2 separate regions of the Hordeum vulgare genome follow, and region 1 is linked to region 2. A link is a contact called in public Hi-C data. All regions are on one chromosome and are shown on one strand. Each heading gives the region's core, a stretch centred on a gene start, on an enhancer-like site or on the middle of the called end of the contact. The rest is flanking DNA. Distances are from core to core; before and after follow the strand shown.

Region 1 (3,213 bases), core at 8-2,507, 170 kb before region 2:
GCCCTTTAGAACATCTGTGAGCAAATGGTGGCTGGAATGTAATGGTTCTCCATTCCACTGAGAGTAGGACGCCATGACTGTTGCCACCCCTTGAGTCATACAATCAGGGTATGGTGTCATGTGGATCCTCTCCAAATCTTCTGGCGAGCAAATGGTGTTCCCCTCATTGATTCCCTTGGCAGTGCCACCATCCCCTACGAAATGCTTGGCACAAGCAAGCACATTGTCCCTGCAAATCACGCAGACCCATTTCAACAAACGGGTTGCGGGCAAAATACAGGAATTCCACTGCTGAATCTCATCACCGGAATACCTAACCGAAGCGAGGAACGGTTGACCGTGGGGGTGATCTGCTGGTGGCTGGCCCTGCAGGCCGGTAACAATTGTGGTCAACGAGCGCACGATCTCCGGGTCCTCGCTGTAGCTCTCGTAGCATCTCCCCCACCTCGGATCCCTACAAACCTGTACACACACCACCCACCGGACCAAGCGCACATCAAGGAGACACCAACAGTTAATTCGGAAGTTTCTTTCCAAGTAAATTACTCACGGCGACGCAGGGTGCAAAGGCCCAGTGGATGCCGGTGGCGCGAACCTCGAGCGCCGTCGCCTTGCCGATCTTCCGCACAAGCTCCGCGTCCCTGGAAAGAAGTCAACGGAGTGCGGCTCGTAAGCTAAAACAGAGCGCGGCGACGCGGTGAGCGGGTGTTATGCATAGCGAGAGGTGAGTGAGTGAGCACCTGGAGGCTCCGAGGCCGACGTTGTGGGGGAAGACGGTGGCGCCGAAGACGTTGTTGTGCCCGTGGACGGCGTCGGTGCCGTAGAGGATGGGGATGGCGAGTCGGGAGGAGAGCGCGAGGCGCTGCATGTCGTCGACCATGCCGGCCCAGTCGGCCGGGGAGGCGCGGTCGCGGGGCGCGCTGCCGCCGGCGTTGAGGACGCTGCCGACGCCGAGCTCCGTGAGGGCGCTGGGCGACACGACGGTGCGCTCGATCTGGGCCATCTGGGCCGCCTTCTCCCGCAGCGTCATGCGGCCCAGCAGGTCGCGCACCCGAGCATCCACCGGCGCCGACGCGTCCTTGTACAGCGGCCGCTCGCCTTCCGCCGCCGCCATGCGGACAAGCAGAAGAGTGGAGTGTGGGATAAGAAATGGGCCGGACTGGCGAGGAAAACGAGGGGCGGTGTCCCTCTCCTCTTCTCTTCTGCGAGTGGATGTTTCCTGGCGCCACTTGGAGATAACCGTTTCAAATAGAGGTGTGACACCGTGACGGCCTGACGGGGTATGGCTGTTCTTGGCTGAGGCCGACGCAGATTATTTATGGCATTTAACTCGAAAATACTCCCTCCGATTTCTAAATACAAACCTTTTAAAAGACTACGTACGTACGTAGCAAAATGAATTAATCTATGGATCTGCTACGAATCCATCGACGGATGTTTTATAACATCCGTCAACTGGACGACCGTTCGATCTACGCGAGCAACCGTCCGATCCGCACGCGGGGCTTCGGCCGGCCACCCAATAATTCCTAAAATGACGGTCGAGTTGCATAAACAATCGCTTTGTTACAAAAAAAATGAACTTTGGACCTAATAATTCCTGAAACAACGGTGGGTTCCAGAAACAATCGCTTTGTTGTAGAAAAAAAATTATTTCGTCTTTCTGCAACATAGATACTGTTACGGGAGGATTTTTTACAACAAGAGTCATGTTGCAGAAAACTTTTACAACAAAGGCCAGGTTGCAGAAATTTTTTCAATCGTTCGTGGTGCGGCTGGCAGCGTGCGGAGGGCCGGCCGGCGTCGGGGGCAAGCGGCTGACGATGCGGGGGTGGGGGGCGAGGGTGGGGGAGGGGAGGGCCTGCCGGCATCGGGGACGGAAGGGGCAGCGACGAGAGCAGCTGGCAGCGACCTGACACGGCTCGTGGCGATAGGAACCTTAAAAAAACTTAGGTAAACCGTGATGTATTTAAAAAGGAAGGGTAGGTAAACATAATTTCACGTGCATCCACTAATTCACGAAAACAAAAATACTAGTACTTTCTCTGATTCATATTAGTTATCGCTCAAACGGGAGAATCTGAAATCATGATGTATCAAATTTGGTAACCGTTCTATTTACATGTGAAGTCTCGTGACTTATTTACACCCGTGGTATTTTTAATGAAGAAAATATAATTTAGATCTTAATATTCATCAAACAATGTTTAATATAACTTATTTTTTTCTAGAATAACATGGATGTCATTCTTCGTGAAACTTTATACGCGAGTATACCGGTTAATTTTGTATGTTACAAAAATAACTTAGAATTTATTTTGCTTTGTTCCTAGTATTTATTTTCCGAATTTACTGCTCATAAGGTCTGCCCATCGAACCATGTTCATCATATCCACGTTGATGCAAACTTTCTTACTCTACAACGCAACAAAAAATCAGCTAGCCCTTGTAATATGTAAAGTGAAAATGCGATGCAAAGTAACATCAAGAATAGTTCAAAGCGACATCTGGGATATGATACAAAAACTCGAAAAGAAGTCCCTTTGGATCGCAAGAAAGCACCCACTACGATATGCCCATTCAAAATATAAGTAGAAAGGGCAACTACAAATCCTTGACCATCCATAGTGCTTTGTGTATAAAATTTATTCCAAATGTTTGTAGTACATAGCAAGAAATGGATGGCCTTTTGCGCTTGAAAACACATGGTCTCTTGGATAATGCTTGTTTTATTTAATAATAAAGGGTCTACAAAATACAGTGCTCCTGAATCCCAACAAGTTGCATAGTTTCGCTTTCATTTTTAGGACAGCTCATTTTACAAACTGAAACAACAACATGAAACAAGAAAAAGAAGAATTTATTTTGCCGGACTACACATGCACTGTCGGTGTTTACTCACAACATAAGCTCTGGGTAGGCTAAAGATGGTGGGAACCGAAGTGGTACACAAGGACGTTGGGAACGAGGATGGTACAAACATGGAACGCACGATGTACCCAGGTTCAGGGCTCTCCGTAGAGATAACACCCCTAATCCTGGCGAAGTGTATAATGTATCAATGAGGCTACAATGTGCTCCTTGAGCTGTTCTGCGGAGGAGGAAGAAGGATCAGCCGGCTCGCGTCTACCTCTCCTGTATGGTGTGTGTGCTAAGTTGACCGACCCTCTGCATGGAGGGGGGCCGGGGGGTTTTATAGACGAACCCACTGAC
Region 2 (3,696 bases), core at 768-3,267:
ACGACCAGGAGCTGCCGGTGCCGGCGGCAGCAGCAGCCACAGAGGACTGGATCGGGTGGTTTTGGCTAGGTTTTTGGTCTCCTTCAGAGTCGCGTGCGCGAGCGACCCGGGAGGCCGAGCCGACACTTTTTGTCCCTTTAAAAAATGAGGGTGAATTTCACTTCACCGGCCTCTACATCAACTAGGGATGCATAAAGCCTTTTAAATATGAATAGTAGGATTTTTAGTCTTAAGCCTAGTCCTCAATAAACGTGTGAGTATGAGGAAAGCCTGATCCTTAAGATTAAATAGGAACCTAAATTCGCCTCCGTGAGGATTTGAACCCAAGTGTTGGGTTTGTACATTCACTCCCAATCATATGATATAGGCTCGCTCTCCTTCTGACCTTGGCATTTGAGCGAACACCTACTGGGCGTGGTAGCCGCCATGGAGGTTATTGACAAGTTGGCGAAGTGTACCCGGGTACAAACGGCTCCAGGGTGGACAACGTCCGACAATACATATTTGGCGGCCGGAGAGGTACATTGGGACGACAAAGGTGAAGGGTGCGGATGCAAAGCAAGGAGGAAGAATTGGCGGACTAGAAGAAAATGGGGTTGGGAGAACATATTTAGTGGGCCTCGGGTGTCGGAGTCCAACGTGGTTGTTGTCCGGACTCCCCCCTCCCCTCCTCCAAATTTTGTCTCCACTTTGCAAGAGAAAGTGTGTTCACATCGCCGAGTGGACCGATACAAGCTCAATTTGGATGACTTTCGCGGTGTGGCCGTGATTTGAGGGCCAGCGTTGGAGATGCCCTAAAAGAATTTTGCTATAGCTTCACCTTTAAACTTTCTTGCATCATTGATGTATCTTATTTTTCGATTTATAGAGCCAATTCTGGGCTTCGCCGACACATTGTAGTGCCCCCTTTGTTTTTATTTACTCCCCATATTAGTTTTGATCTAAGTCAAAATTTATAAAGTTTAACTAAGTTTATCAAAAACAACCTAAACTTTTACAATAAAAAGTATGTATGAAAATATATTGAATGATGTTTCTAATGGTATTGATTTTGTATGGTGGATGTTTTTTTTCTCCCTATAGGCATGGTTAAAGTTAAGAAAGGTTGACCGGAGTCAAATCTAATATGCGAAGTTAATAAAAACGAAGGGGTAAGAAATTCACATTCTTTAATCTAGGATCGTTCAGTCGCATCCTTTCGCTCTCTTGATAGGAACCCTTCATTTTCCCATGCTATTCTTTATTTTGTTCTTAAATTTCATGGAACGCGAAGGCCCAATCATAATCGTACTTCATTTGTCTCTTTCAGAGCTTCCGAATTTTGCATGCCTCAAGGACGAGTCTACTGGTTTGGTGAATCTTGGAGGAAGTCAAGTCAAGTAACGTAACGTACGTCCCCGTGGATTGTATAGTCTTAGATTGCCGAAGAGGACGTGGGCAGGCAAGGAAAATAGGTACGGTATGGTTTCTTACGATTTTATTTTTCATTGGTAGAAAAAAACCATGTAGACCGGACTTTGTGGTCATGTGTTTTACTCCCTCCGTTTCTAAATATAAGTCTTTGTAGAGATTTTACTAGTGGACTACATACGGATGTATATAGACATATTTTAAAATAAACATTCAATCATTTTGTTCTGTATATAGACACATAGTGAAATCGCTTAAAAGACTTATATTTAGAAACGGAGGGAGTAGTTTAGATGGCCCCGACATGTTGCATGGTCATCTCTAATTGGCATCTGTCCGGTGGGTTTGAATTTTCCTTGAAGACCATATAGGCATAGCATTTGTTCATCTTTCGCTAAAACAAAGCATTTGTTCATGTGGCCACTAGGACCAAAAACAAGGCATCTCTTGTCCTTGCAAAATAAATAAATAGGTGGCTGCTATAACCCAGGTACTGGTATACTTGAAATACATGATAAAGTAATTCACCAACTATGGTGACACCCGAGAACAAGGAAAACTGCAGGTTCGCAGTACCTGATTTGATGCTCTTATTGCGGGAGAGCAGCACAGTGAAGCAACCCGCACACTTGGCCACTTGGCCTGTCGACTCACTGTACGTGGATCTCAACCCCAGGTAGAGATGAGTTGACGATTCAGCGAGTGGACGGCGAATTTAAAGCCCGGCGTCTTCTTGTGGCTTTGGAGCTGCGACGTCGACGACTCGACGCAAAACAATCCACGACGATCGTACTTCCTGGTTCTCGGAAGAGCGTCTACGTCTCGCATCTGCCGTCTGCATGATCGCGACCCGATCCGTTGCTCAGGGCTTTGCGTGGTTGCGGACGAAAATGTATTGCAGTGGGTCGATCGTGTTATAGCATAGATGCCCAAATAAATGCTCCGCGTCTTAAAAGTTTTTCTTTTTTACATCGGACAGCTCCAACATGTGCTGCAAAACAGTGCGCGCGTTAAAACTTTTGTGCGTACTCTGAAAAGCGCTATCGCGCGCAGCATATTTGGTGCGCCGGCTTGCGCGCGCAGCAAACTATGTGCTGCTGCCGATGGGGTCGCTGGATTGGACGTCCCACTAGCGCTCCTCTGTTGGAGATACTTCAGTCCCCGTGTTTTAAAAGTGCTACAGTGACGCGCTAAAAAAATTATTGGATGTGATTTTTTTTCTGCTGTTGAAGATTGCATTTGTTGAACAAATAACATGATATTTTTTTCGGGGATTGTTAGGCAGATTGCATTTGCTGAACAAATAACATGATTTTTTTACTTTACTTTTTCTTTCACATTATTGGTTTCCTTTCTATGTTTTATTTAGATACACCTTTATTGATAGACATGTATTTTTACAACACATGGTGATTTTTTGAGATACCGAAATAAAAATTTCAAATAAGTCACCCATGTTTTTTACATCTATGCGACATGAATTTCAAAATATGGGATGGAACTCCCACACTTCCTTCTTTTGTTCGAGGGAGGCCATACATCTTCCTTCATTGGTTGGATCCAGGTCAGAAAGCTCTTTGAAATATGCAATGGACATTTTCATCAAAGGCTGGTGAACAGTTTATACCCAGAAGAAAGTTTGAATACATCATACCCTTTCTTTTAAATCTGCCCAACTATTGCGTATATATTTGAAATATGCAAGCAACATAATCGAAATATGCGGTTACCATTTGTTTCATATACGTGATGAATATCTTCAAAATATGCGACCAGCATTTTTTTAATATGTGATAAACATTTTCTTAAACATGACAGAAATTTTGATACGCATGACACAATCATGAACATTATTCAATTTTCATGATATTTATCTTTCCGCTCTTTGTACTGATAACAAGTTTTTCATTTCTAATCAATAAAATAAAAGATAAAATTGATTTTTTAAGCTCAGGCTGCAAATGGGCTTGTCCAAAGACGCACAGCCAGAGGGGCAAAACGAAGAGAAAAACAGTCCATGATGCGCTTTTGTGTGTGATTAGTCAATTCTATCCCCGGCGTTGTGCGTGGAAAGGTAGTCAGCACGCCTATGTCTGGCTCTATTTGAGACAGCAGCTCGGCATGGCAGGCAAGTTTCCATGTGGTCTTGCCACGCTCATGTCCACAAAATGCTCACCCATTTCAAATTATATGGGTGAAATTTCAAAAGACTTTACGCAATTTTAACAAATGTTTGCAGTGTTTTAAAAAATATGTTCCTTATCATTAAAAAAATACTTCAAGACT

The links. Hi-C and Micro-C count contacts between places; a contact is called where the count stands out from the background.
Region 1: a contact with region 2 is called in a Hi-C map of leaf, with 3 times the contacts expected there. The contact joins the promoter of LOC123445839 here to the enhancer-like site in region 2. A contact is called at or near these places in 3 of 6 Hi-C or Micro-C datasets (leaf and seedling) and 1 of 1 datasets of contacts at active chromatin or transcription factors (embryo).

Annotation. Positions count from the first base shown.
Region 1 is chr1H:467,022,601-467,025,813 of MorexV3_pseudomolecules_assembly, reverse strand. It overlaps LOC123445839 (beta-glucosidase BoGH3B-like), which reads right to left and starts at 1,257. Exons shown (of 8, transcript XM_045122813.1): 1 at 741-1,257; 2 at 551-641; 3 at 314-462; 4 at 1-229. The coding sequence starts at 1,114.
Region 2 is chr1H:466,850,197-466,853,892 of MorexV3_pseudomolecules_assembly, reverse strand. No RefSeq gene overlaps it. Among protein-coding and RNA genes, the nearest start is that of LOC123445823, 47 kb to the left of the region's middle. Within about 2 kb of position 2,017, at least 2 of the 3 cell types and tissues checked have open chromatin away from gene starts, as enhancers often do. A contact at or near this core is called in leaf, where this site is marked.